2 separate regions of the Mus musculus genome follow, and region 1 is linked to region 2. The links are chromatin contacts, called in public HiChIP or PLAC-seq maps. All regions are on one chromosome and are shown on one strand. Each heading gives the region's core, a stretch centred on a gene start, on an enhancer-like site or on the middle of the called end of the contact. The rest is flanking DNA. Distances are from core to core; before and after follow the strand shown. Region 1 has its middle 25 kb from the start of Gm29865. Region 2 overlaps Papss1 (3'-phosphoadenosine 5'-phosphosulfate synthase 1).

Evidence for each region. HiChIP or PLAC-seq counts read pairs in DNA pulled down with a chosen protein or histone mark.
Region 1: an H3K27ac HiChIP or PLAC-seq map of microglia shows a contact between it and region 2, with 6 times the contacts expected there. The contact joins two enhancer-like sites. A contact is called at or near these places in 1 of 484 Hi-C or Micro-C datasets (pancreatic cancer cells) and 1 of 115 datasets of contacts at active chromatin or transcription factors (microglia).

Annotation. Positions count from the first base shown.
Region 1 is chr3:131,864,750-131,871,918 of GRCm38.p6, reverse strand. No RefSeq gene overlaps it. Among named protein-coding and RNA genes, the nearest start is that of Gm29865, 25 kb to the left of the region's middle. Within about 2 kb of position 3,223, at least 49 of the 459 cell types and tissues checked have an H3K27ac peak or open chromatin away from gene starts, as enhancers often do. A contact at or near this core is called in microglia, where this site is marked.
Region 2 is chr3:131,600,065-131,606,511 of GRCm38.p6, reverse strand. Papss1 (3'-phosphoadenosine 5'-phosphosulfate synthase 1) reads right to left here. Exons shown (of 12, transcript NM_011863.2): 7 at 4,426-4,537; 8 at 462-667. Among named protein-coding and RNA genes, the nearest start is that of Gm36917, 16 kb to the right of the region's middle. Within about 2 kb of position 4,866, at least 7 of the 459 cell types and tissues checked have an H3K27ac peak or open chromatin away from gene starts, as enhancers often do. A contact at or near this core is called in microglia, where this site is marked.

The DNA.
Region 1 (7,169 bases), core at 1,974-4,473, 270 kb before region 2:
CTATAAAGAAAAGGTTAAACCATGGAATTTTGGAATTTGTAAATGTATGGACCTAGAAAAGATTATACTTAATGGGGTAACCCAGACCCATAAAGACAAATGTCATTGTTTTCGCTCCTCTGTGGTTCCTAGCTTCAAATCCTCACACCTCAGTATATAATATGGAGTAACCACTGAAACCAGGAAAATACAAATAGACCATGGGAAAGTTCTTGGGAGGGGAATAGCAGGATACAGGTGATAAAAAGCAGGAAACAAAGTAACTGGGAGATGGCTCCAACTGGGGAAATGGGGGGAGGTTATTTCAAATTTACCTAAAATTACACCAAAAAGTGTGTGTGTGAGTATCTGATCTGTGCTGAAAGCCTCTTTCTTGTGATCCAGTTTCCAGAAAAGTCTATGTAAGCTGCTAAAGGAGGAAAACAAACAGCCCCACACAGCTGTGATACCTGCGAACCTTAGCTAGTACCAGCATGGCAAGAGACACGAGGAGCTGTAATAAGTGGTATCAATCAATAGCTCTCTAATTGGACTTAAGGCCCACTCAACAGAAGGGAAATCATACCCAGTACTAGAAACCTAGCCAGCTTCTTGGGGACATCAAGATCATGGACCTTAACCAAGAAATCTACTACCGCCATTTTAGACAGACCAGCATAATTCCTTACTACATTCTAAATCTTATCCTTAAACCCACAGGAAAGTGTAACTACCACCCCTCGTCAGAGAAGCCTTTCCTCACAACAAATGGAGACCATCACAGAAGCCACACACAAGTAGACACAATGCAGAGATCAACAGATCATGAGGAGCTCCGCCCCAATGGAGATGCCTACATCACATCCCCTGCATTACAGCCATGGGCTCAGGGATCATTATAGAAGAGCAGGCAGAAATACTTTGAGAGCCAGAATACCAATAAGTCTGTTAAACACGGTCTCTCCTAGAAATATTTTCATAAAAAGACTGGAAAGAAATTTACAGAATCCTGCCCATAGATAAGAACTAACTGCAGCTTATGACTTAAGGAATAATGACAAGTACCCTCTCCCCGTGATGAGCACCCTGATTGGCTGTCCAATTAGAGTCATCCTGAAGCCATACACATAATAACAATAAAAACAGACTCAGCGGGTTTTATACATATATGTGTGTGTGTGTGTGTGTGTATACATACATTCATGTTTGTGAATGTATGTGTGTGTGCACGCGAGTGCATGTGTGTGAATATATAAAATCAAAGAGAAAGAGTCTCTCAGCTTGACAGTGATGGAGGACGGGGCAGGAGAATTCATTCAAGGGAGAGTAGCTAACTGAGAGGCGCTAGAGTGAGAACAGGCAAAAGGGAGAGTGGTTAATTCTATTTCAATTAAAAACTTTACACAGAAATAAAATATGGACTTATTCTGAACCACAGCAACCAATGTTGCAGCAGCAAATAAAATTTGTAAATGCAAGTGACTTTGAGTGACAGCTTAAGCTAGTTTAGAAGGTGTCTGTGGATGCAGGGTATGCAGTAAGTAGAAAATAGCTTGGCTTCAGGAAGCTCGAGAATTAGTTATGAAAGATTTAGTGAGTGAAAAGCATGCTGGAGTCCAGTCCTCTCAAATATTCGTCTTCATTTCTACTTATTAAGAAGCCGTGTCCACCAGGGAGAGATATAGAGAACAGGAAATGAGGTCATCCTGCTCCTTCTTATTGATGTGGTCCTATTGCAAACTCCCTTCTGAAAGTTCAGCGCTTTGCAGGACTATCCCTTAATACCGAACTTGCAAATTTAATCTATGCAAAGAACCACTTTGAAAGGAAATTTTTACTTGATTGTTTACAAAATTATTAAGTAGGTCCTTAGTATCTTCTTTTTATACCTTACAGGACCTACCTTAAATCATAGTATCATGCTGCCCACATCCTTAGACTGAATCTTCCCACTTTGATTAACTGAGACAATATCATCTTTCACAGTCATGTCTGGAGACTTGTTTCTATGGCGACTCTATATCCTGCCACCGTGCTATGCATCTAACCAATGAGCTATATGGAGCTTCAAAGCTATTGATTAGTTTAAAGCAGTGGTTCTTACCTGGGGACACTTTGGGCAATATCTGGAGACATTTTAAGTTTGAGCTGTCTTTTATGACTCCTCAGGAAAGTCTCTACCAGTCTCGCATGTCCTATGTCATCTGTAAGCCCTTCCAGACATTGACCATTTTACTAATGATGTCCTCACTCCAGACCTGAGCCTGAACCAAATGCTTATATAACTCCTTCTGCTCTTAACTTACAAAAACTATTTAGCCGATTTGAGGCCATGGTATAACTCTGAATCTGCCCAAGTCTGCAATTATTACTTAATGTAAATCCTCCCAGCTTATTCAAAAATAAAACAGAAAGAGGAAGTTCAAGCAAAGCCAGGAAGAACCAGAGGGCCTCTCAAGCTCCACTTGGCCATTATTTGTAAATATCATGCTGTCTACAACCCGAGAAAATTGTCAAATACAGGAATACTTTCTCTCATGAATTAGCACCTCTAGTACAACTACAGAAAACAGGAAAGCGGTGAGCGGTGAAGTGAAGGAAGTATGATAATAAGTTCTTTGGAACAGTTTGCTTTGTGAGCTATTGTTTATGCAAATCAAGATTAGTAGGTCTTATCTGTCAAGTTAAACAACATTAAAATAAACTCAGTAAGATGGCATGCCAAGTGTTTTAGAACATGAAGCAACTCCAGCATCTAGGGTCAACGCTGGTGACATTTCCACAATTTCTCCAACCTGTTTTCTAACATTTTGCCTTTTAACCTAAGTTGATAAAGGAGCCGGGACAGTAACAGGATGGAGGCATGAGATGGAGAGTTAGGATGATATAAAGGGGACGGGGTAGTAAATGGAAATGTTTTCCATTTAAAAGAGATAGTAAACCCCTTCTAAGAATCAGAATACAACAGCTCCAAATGCGAACTTGCCATTGCCAAACCCAACTTCCCAGGTGTTTTTCCTTTTCCTACAGAGACAAGACTGTCAGGGCGTCAAGCACCTGACTGAACCCTGCACACTGCACTGTGAATTCCAGGCCTGTGTGTGTCGTTCTAGCCATCTGTTTCCAATTGAACATGCTATTTCTCTCCAGATAGCTTTACAAATAGCTAAGCGCACTTTAGGTGGTGACCCAACCAGGAAGGATGTGTCAGACTGCTGAGCTGCGGTACTGCTTGCAAACAGTGTCTGCACAGGCAAATCATGGCCAGCGGCTCATCCTGACCAGGCATTCCCGCGCAGTGAGCACACACTGAATCTGAATGGGCCATTTCACTCTAATCATTTACAAGATCTACAGGTAAAATCTGGGCAACCTCATGAATATGGAATTTTTTATGGAAATGAATATTAAATTTGGAATGTAGAAGGAGGAAGAAGCAACAGATGTAAAGGAGCAAGAAGAGGGGAAGGAAGAGGAACCAGATGGGTAACGCCCTGGTGAAAAACAGAGATGACGTGCAGCACAGTCATCCTCTTGGTAGAAAGAGAAGTATTGTGGTCGGAGGGAGAATTGGTGCCCAGCTTTGTCTTTTCCTAGCCCCCTTTATTCCAGTTCCTTGCTCTACCTCACTCTCATGCTGACTCAGAGACATTAGAGCCCCCAAAGGACCTTATTTGTCATGGAACAAACTGTGAACTGCACAGCAGAAAATAGACCCAACCATGAAATCACATCGGATTTGAATGGTTTGTGCTTAGAAAAAAAATGGAGAAAGGGGGGAAGGAAAGGAGGTAGGAGAGAAAAACGAGACAGATGAAACTTAAAAAGTTCTCAAGATGTTCACAGGAAAAGTCAGCAGCAAGACATGCTGGTGCAGAGTACTGATTTGCTATTAAAAATTCAAGAACAGTGCAGAAAGTTCCATTGTGTAAGTAAATCACCATTGGACCATCCAACTAGAATTAAATCTGTATCAATTTCCATGAATTTTAAAAGATCCAGGTTGACTAAGGTGTGTGAACACACATGTGCTACTGCTGTTAAGTCAGCATGCGCAAACTGCACAGGTTCTCTGTGCGTGCCCCAAACAATGACCATTAATGTGAAAAGAGAACTCACAAACTATTTGCAAAAAGGGAAGAAAGGAATGGGACGGGGAAGAGTGGATTTTATCATTGTTCCATTGCTCTAAGACCAAAGGATGTGCTGAGGCACAATTTTATATGGCAGCTCAAGTGAAAGGATTATTTACATAATTGGTATTTCCAGGTCATCCAATAAGGTCTTTGTAAACATCAATCTGACTGAAATCAATGTGTTCATAAAATAACCCTAAGTCATCTCTTATACCCTAACCACCTCTGATAGAAAATGCCTCATACTCTTGGTAGATGGTGGAAGTAATTATATGTACTTTGTCATAATACTACACTTGTACATAGTTGGCCGGTTCTTCCAGATATTAAGGCACTGAGTCATTTCCAAACCCAAAGGCTTAAACAGATCCCTACGTAAGCACATCAGCTTGGGCGATGTGTTAAATTTGCACATGTGAGTAATTAGAGTGTAATTTAATACAGAATTCCCTGAGCAAATCTGTGTCTTCAACTTCCTACAAATGAAAGAAAGAAAGAAAGAAAGAAAGAAAGAAAGAAGAAAGAGAGAGAGAGAGAAAGAAAGGAAGGAAGGAAGGAAGGAAGGAAGGAAGGAAGGAAGAAAGAAAGAAAGAAAGAAAGAAAGAAAGAAAGAAAGAAAGAAAGAAAGGAAGAAAGAAAGAAAGAAAGAAAGACAGACATACCAGGTTTGGGAAACTTTTGTTTACTTGCAAATACACTTTGTAGTAAAAGTATCAACCAAAAATGCAAAAGGTAGAAAGAACCGAGGACTCTAAATAGGGCAGGAACATGCCACTGTAGTTAAGTCTCAGCAAGCAGACTAGGACAAACATAATTGTCTTCATCGAGATGTACCTTAAGATGTAGCATCAGTAATGCATTATAAGTTCAAAGGGCTACCTTCAAAAATAGATACTACTTTTAAGCACTCAAAATATAATTTCTATATAGTTATACTTGAAATAAGTATTTAGAAAATGAGTATAAAATGCTAGTTATATCCCTTGAGTTCAATGTTCAATGTGTGTATATTTATTCTAAAATAAATATTTTAAAATATTTTTTTACAGTTGATTCGATGAATTCAACCTAGGGGCTAAAAAAAAATGACTAGGAAATTAGAGGATACAGGAGGAGAAAGAGCTGGAAGCTACAATGTTTTAACAGTAAGGTTCTAGGGTAGGAAACAGAGAAAGCTCTGAGTGTGAGTTGTTGAGAGTGACTGTCCCTCACTGACCGGGGTACAGCCATGACAAGGAACAAGGTCCCAGACCCATAGGAAATTGGCCAAGCCTTTTTCCTGTGGGTCAAGCTTGACACGGTCAAAACTTCTTTCTTTAGTCCAACTATGACTGCTTACTGAAGACTGATCAAAGTGTGCAAAAATGATCAACTGTGGCTCCATACTCTCAAGACCACTCACCTACAGAAACTTCCTACCAAAACTGGTTAGCCTCACCCCAGAGTGATGATCATAGCCTTCTGAAACTCTAGGGTCTCTGTAAACGTCTATAAGTTGTCTTGGTCATGGAGTTTTGTCACAGCAATAGAAAAACAAATAAAACATCAAGTAAACCAAAGTATGCAATAGTGGCACTTATATCTCAGGGGTAATGAGTAGCTAGCTTATGAAACTTAAGGTTCACTCAATAGGAGGGAATTCATTGCTGCCACTATAAAGCTAGTCAACTGTCCATAGCTAAAGAGTTCTTGGACCTCAGAGAAGAATCTAGTTCTGCTACATTCCTAAACCCGTATAATTTCTAACTATACTATAAATGTCTTTCCTTACATCTACAGATAAGTGCAGACCTTATAGCTTATCTTATAAGCTTCCAAAGAAGATTCACATTGTTGCAGATAGAGCCCAGCAAAGAAGTCCACAACTGGTCAAAATGCCGAAAACAACTGGTCGTGGGTTCCCATCTCCAATTGCTACATCTTCAATAAAATCTTTCCATCTAAGGCTCAGAAAATACCATGGAAGAAGGCGTAGAAATATTATCACAGGACCAGGAAGTCAACTACGGGAAGGTATATTCTCTATATGAAAGGGGGCTACACTTGTGAAATCTTAACAATGTGGTCACCTACACAGAACCTGCACAATGACATCAGCAGTTGACAACCATAATGGCTGTGGAAAATCTCACAAAGCTCTACCCCTAAATAATGAGTTACAAACATTTAATGGCTACTAAAAGAGGGAGAATAAGTCTTCTCTGGGGTCAAGCAGTCTTCAAACAGTTCAAACAGGAATGATTCCAAACACTCATTCCTAAACACATATGTATAGGAGCACTAAATGGACAGAGCAGGGTATATTTATATATACACACTGCCTTGGTTTGCTTTCTAGTGCTGGGACAAAACAATACAACCAAAAGTGGCTTAGGAAAGTAAGGGTTAATTTGACTTACACTTCCACATCACAGCCCATCACTGGGCAGGAGCTAAAGCAGAATCCTGGAGACAGAAACCCATGTCAATTATTAACTAAGAAAATGTCGTTCAGATGTACAGACAGGCCATATGACGGAGGTAGTTCCTCGATTGAGGTTTCTCTTCCCTGATAACTATAGCTGTGTCAAATTGACAATAAGGTAACCAGGACATGCCCTCCCCCCCCCCCACCCCGTGTGTGTGTGTGTGTGTGTGTGTGTGTGTGTGTGTGTAATAACAACAATTAAAGAAGAAGAGATCATGACGTTTAAACAAGGGAAAATCTGGAGGGGAAACTGCTGTGGTATTTGGTATAAACACAGTACTAATGTACAGAAGTCTCAAAAATCAAAAATAAAATACATGTTTTGTAAAAGACATACTCCATGTTTGGAGCTTCACAAAAGAAAGGCCTCTGTAATTAACCAATTATAGGGACCCATTATATGTTTCTGCTTGAAAACTCAGAACTTAATCAAATCTTCCCAATAACAAAGGCAGTCCCTCAGAAAGCACAGGATATCCACATTTATTAGAAATACGGCTCTATTTTAATGCTTTTGTTTATGTAGTGAGACAAATGCTTGGGATCAAATTCAGGATCTCTCACACACTAGGCAAGCACTGTAGCCC
Region 2 (6,447 bases), core at 3,617-6,116:
AAGGCAAAGGCCGGTGAATCTCTGTGAGTTCAAGGCCAGCCTGTCTACAGAGTGAGTTCCAGGACAGCCAGGGCTACACAGAAAAACTCTGTCTAGGAAAAAACAAAACCAACCAAACAAACAAACAATAAAAATCTTTCCCTACCACTAGACCAACAAAGAACACAGTAAGCATTTTAACTGTGTGTAAACATTTTAACATTCTGTTATATACACAGAGCTAAGCACAGGTTTAGCATGCTAAGGGCTCTGGATTTAATCCCCAGCATCAAGGGTTTTAAAAGACGACAAAGAGTCACCGAATAAATATTTACATGAACCAAAATGACAAGACCATCTGCTCATTACGCTCATCTAAGATCCAGTCTCAAGTCTGCAAAAATTCACAACCCAGAGGAGCAATTAACACACAGGCAATGGCCACATCGCAACACAAACGTTACTGTCAGATGAGTCAAGACCTTGATGTAGGGGTGGTTCTTGCATGTTGTTCCCCACTGTCTGGCACACCGCTCCTCTTTCCGGTGCTCAAAAAATTCAGGATTCCGAAGGATGGCCACGCGGCGGCCCTCATACACCAGAGCGAACGCGGTGCAGCCGTCCAGCCTCTCCTTATCCTCGTGCGTAGCTGTCAGAACTATAGGCACCGATAAGTTGATGACGCCTCCTGCAGGATACACACATGCACAGCTCATTCACTGGGTCTTAGTATAGTCACCTTATCTCCAGCGACACACCTCAAAGAACAACGTCGATTGTTTTTAAAAGAACCCTGGATGGGTGACATGGCTCAGCAGTTCAGGGCACTTGCCACCAAACGCGGTAGAGCTCAGTCCCTGGAACCCACATGGTAAAAGGAATGAACTGACAGCCACCAGTTGTCTTCCATCCTCGACACGTGTCTGTGGCATGAATGACTACAGATGCACTCAAATGAACATATAAACACAGTTAATTACTAATTGTGTAATGTAAAAAGTGTTAAAGAGCCACCTGAGTACCTGGCACAAGGGCAACTGGTTTATTTAGAAAGTTAAAAAAAAAGAAAAGGAAAAAGAAGAGGATAGGAGGAGGTGAGAGAGAAGGGAAAAGGGAGGAAGGAGGAGGGGGCAGGGATGAAGGACAGGAGAGAGAGGAGGGGAGGAGGGAGGAGGAAATGTGGGAGGAGAGGATGGGGAGGAGGAAGAATAAAAGAAAACAGCAAAGCCAGGGTGTGGTGGTACAGGCCTTTAATCCCAGCACTGGGAAGGCAGAGGCAAATGGATCTCTGTGAGTTCAAGGCCAGCCTGGTCTACAAAGTGGAGGACAGACAGGGCTGCATTGAGAAACGCTGTCAAAAAAACAACAACAAAAAGAACCCATTTCAAAATGGGGTACAGAGCTAAACCAAGAATTTTCAACTCAGGAATACCGAATGGCCAAGAAGCAGCTAAAGAAAAGTTCAACATCCTTAGTCATCAGGGAAATGCAAATCAAAACAACCCTGAGATTCTACCTCACACCAGTCAGAGTGGCTAAGATCAAAAATTCAGGTGACAGCAGATGCTGCCGAGGATGTGCAGAAAGAGGAACACTCCTCCACTGCTTGTGGGATTGCAAGCTGGTACAACCACTCTGGAAATCAGTCTGGCGGTTCCTCAGAAAATTGGACATAGTACCACCTGAGGACCCAGCTATACCACTCCTGGGCATATACCCAGAAGATGCTCCAACTGGTAATAAGGACACATGCTCCACTATGTTCACAGCAGCCTTATTTATAATAGCCAGAAACTGGAAAGAACCCAGATGTTCCTCAATAGAGGAATGGATACGGAAAATGTGGTACATTTACACAATGGAATACTACTCAGCTATTAAAATCAATGAATTAATGAAATTCTTAGGCAAATGAACAGAACTAGAAAATATCATCCTGAGTGAGGTAACCCAATTGCAAAAGAACACACATGGTATGCACTCACTGATAAGTGGATATTAGCCCAAAAGCTCCAAATAACCAGGATACAATTCACAGACCACATGAAGCTCAAGAAGAAGGAAGACCAAAGTGTGGGTGCTTCCGTCCTTCTTAGAAGGAGAACAAAATACTCACAGGAGCAAATATGGAGACAAAGTGTAGAGCAGAGACTAAAGGAAAGACCATCCAGAGATTGCCCCACCTGGGGATTCATCCCATATACAGTTACCAAACCCAGACACTATTGTGGATGCCAAGAAGTGCATGCTGAAAGGAGCCTGATATGGCTGTCTCCTGAGAGGCCCTGCCAGAGCCTTACAAATACAGAGACAGATATTAGCAGCCAATCATTGGACTGAGTGCAGAGACCCCAATAGAGGAGTTAGAGAAAGGTCTGAAGGAGTTGAAGGGGTTTGCCACCCCATAGGAGAATAAAATAACAACCAACCAGACCCCCCAGAGCTCCCAAGGACTAAGCCATCAACGAAGGAGTACCCATGACTCCAGCTGCATATGTTGCATAAGATGGCCTTGTCAGGCATCAATGGGAGGAGAGGTCCTTGGTCCTATGAAGGCTGTATAGAAGCCCCAGTGTAGGGGAATCGAGGGTGGGGAGGTGGGAGTGGGTGGGTGGGTGGAGGAACACCCTCATAGAAGCAGAGGGAGGGAGGATGTGATACGGTGTTTCCGGGAGGGTGGGAAATGGGGAAAGGAGATAACATTTGAAATGTAAATAAAGAAAATATTAAATAAAAAAGGAAAAAAGGGACTAACATTATATCAGATACTAATTCTTACAAGTCAACTAACTGTCCTTGAGAAAAAGATTAATACAGAATTATAAATATAAAAGAAACAATTTATGAGGCAGGCGGATTTCTGAGTTCGAGGCCAGCCTGGTCTACAGAGTGAGTTCCAGGATATCCAGGGCTACACAGAGAAACCCTGTCTCATAAAAACAAAAAAAACAAAAAATAGTAATAATCTGTACATCCCATTAAATGAATTAGACCAAGAACTCTATTTCTTTGGAAGGAAAATTAAATCTTTACTGAAAAGATTTAAATCACTATGTGTATCCCTGAGTGCACCTGCATGACAAAGGTATCTACCTTTACTTATTCACTTCCTTAGTGCGTGTGTGCTGTGTGCATGTGAGTAGGTGTATGCTTAGCCCAGGGGTGGATGCTGGGTGTCATGCTCTATGACTGCCTCCCACCTTGTTCCCTTGAGACAGAGTCTCTCATTACACTGGCATTCCAGGAGGGCTGGCTGGCCACCACGCTCCCAGGATCTGCCTTTCCACTCCTTGGCGCTGGGCTCACAGGCACACAGGGCCACGCCCAGCTTTTACAAGGTCTTAGCAATCTGGACTCAGGTTCCTGCTTTACAGCAAGGCTCTTAACCAAGGAGCCACTTACCCAGCCCTCCCCCTTTTTAATTACACTCTTATTACCGTCAGAATCAAACCAATGTCAGCTGTCACTGGCCAAGAAACAAAAGCAGCAATCAGTGGCTCCAATTAATCTAAACTGTGTTACCAGTGAGCCCAAGGCACCGTCTCCGTTCCCAGCCTGCGACGATGTGGATGTTTTGTTTTACTCTGGGTTTTTTGTTGTTGTTTGGTTTGGTTTGGTTTTGTCTTTTGCCGTAGATTCTCTTTACTGAGCCCTGGAAGTCCTGGAACTGGCTATCTATGTAAGGTTGGCTTCAAACTCACAGAGATCTACTTTTCTTGGCCTGTGTTAGGATTGAAGGTATGTGACCTGCCACCACGTCCATCTGTGTGTGTGTGTGTGTGTGTGTGTATAAGTCACTATAACATATGATAAAATGCACTGTCAGATTCCTATTTGAATTTATATATTAAAATAATTATACGTGTAAAAAATCATGAACAAAAAATATTTGGAAAAAGTTGTCAGCCATGAATGAATCTGTATGTACTTCCAAAATGACTAGGAATTATAAAACTCCTAAAAATTATGACATTACTAGGAATTAAGATGAAAAAGCAATAAGCCAATTTGCATTAAATTCCAGGCTGAGTCAAACAGCTAACTCCAAGGAGGACAATCAATATAATATTTAATCTTTACAGAAAACAAACACAGAAACAAAACAGCCCCTGACTCCACAGGCTTCGGAGAGCAATGGTTCCAGACGTGTGCCCTGAGGGAGGCAGCTCACCACGGTGGGCAGGCTAGCGTGGCACAGGGAAACAATGTGCTTTCAGGATTCACTTTCTGTCCTTCTGCCCCCACAATGAATAACACTCACGGGGAGGGAAAGTGGAAACGAGATCCCACGGTTCACTCAAAGTGTTCAGAACGAAAACAGCTTAGTCTTCATGACAGCTCTACTGAGAGAGGCGCCATGACTACCTTTACGAGACGTGACAAATACTTTAAACCATGCCATGCCTCCTCCACACACAACTCAATTTTTGACGTGGACTATCTTACCATCCAGAAGACAATCGAAATGGAGGCACTGCAAGTACTCCCTCTCTCTCATGAAGCCGTTCAGAGGAGTCGCCCAACCTTCTGCCAAAACCTGCACCCACTGCATATCCACCTAGTAAATGAGACAGTAAAAAAAACAACAACTTATTTCCAGTGTTTATGAACCCAAGCAGTAAAAAGTGATACATTTCAGCTGGAAAGTAATGGGGACAGACATAGCAGTGATGGTTGTGGATCCTACAAACCGAGGAAAAACTAAGAACTCTAGGAGAACAAGCTTTTCTCTAGCATATTCATAACACATCACCCGACACACTTCTACCAGGGACGGCCTCTCCAGTGGACCTCAAGCATCAATGTGTGTCAGGCAGCTTATGAGAGGGGTGTTACAACACATATTGCTAGATGGGCTTGGGGGTGCAAACTTGGGAGAGGTAGGCAGATTGCTGTGATTCAATGTGGCCTGGTATATATGGTAAGTCTCTGGCCAGTCAGGCTGTATGCTAAGGGCCTGTCTCAAAGCAAACAAACAAATGCAGATTGCATCACATTTAATTTCCAAGGCAATGGAAATTTTACAATTCTGCCAAGTTCCCAGAACTGTAGACAGTGAAGATCTGAAAACTCCATGCTGATAGTCACTATCCTAAATCAAAAAATACTTTAAACAAAATATTTACAACAGTCTCTCTCCCAGGGCCTTCACCTTACAAAGATCACTATTGCTTTTAACCTCAGGGCCTGTGGTACATCCCCTCAGAGCACTCAAGAACTTGTGAACCGCATATGTCATTCGGCAACGGCTCCCCAATGAGAGAAGGCTGAGCACATGGCCAATTGTGTGGAGTAAAACAGAGTCTCACATTTATTCCCAAAGCCTGTTGCCCAGTGTGTGCAAGGAGACACGAGGAATTGTACAGCCTCAACTCACAGGAGAAACTGTTTGTGGAGACGCTTTCTCCACTTGCAAGTTCCCCTTACTTAGCTTCCCTAAGCCATGACACTGGTTATTCCTTGTCTCAACCCTAGCTGGCCTCTGTGAGGAGCCTGTATCCCTGCAAAGGTCTTAGGTTGAAGCCTTAGCCTTCCATGACCAGAGAGGACTTGTGAGGAAGCGCGTCTTGTGGGTAAACAGAACAGAGCTGAAACCTTCTGGGCTGAAAGAAGTTTCCATTAGGCTTCCACAGTCCAATACACCCACAGATAGCTCTCTCTTCCCCTCTGTCTGTACAGACGCCCGTTCCTCCACCGCAGCGGCCGGGAGGGCTCTGCTTTATCCCGTCTCTCCCTGACGGGACCCAACCACGAAAACCCATCAAGTCTGACGCCTACCAAAGCTCTCAACACCATGGAAGAGTCTTTGGCCAGGCTGAGTCCAGTTCTGCATCCTCAGTACTGAGAGGACACGTCCTTAAGTATTCTAGAATCTTGTTCTTATGAACGAAGGGCTGAAGGAAAAGCCAACTTCTACTCCGTACACTTATCCTATACCTATGTGGGGTTCTCCTTGTTTTTTTCTTTTATATCTGTTTTTAAAATATGTAGAAATTGTACAATTTAAAGTTCCCTAAGATTTGAGACTAAGTTATGGCTTCCTCTCTCATCCTGTCTAGTTTAGCTCAGTGGCTGTTAATTAAGAAAGGCACCCGATGATACCATTAGGCAGAGATGTACAACAGAACCATTCCTAATTTGTCCATTTTTCTTCATATAAGGGAGAGTCAAGTGTTGAGCAGGAAATTGAGAAACATGTTAAAAGAGTAAAAGTTCATTTTAATTATTATGGATTAGCATTTCTTAATGCTTTAGAAACAATCCTTTCTCTTATGCCCCCCAAATCTCACATACTCTTTGTCCTTTGATATTTCAAAATAAACAAATGTAACTAAAAGCAAATCAAAGTCACGGTAATGTGGGAATATTGTACCCCATTAAACACACTGCCCATCCTTGCGAACTATGATATACACCACAACACCCTGACCCTGCTACTGCTACCCTGGCTTCAGACACAAGGCTAAG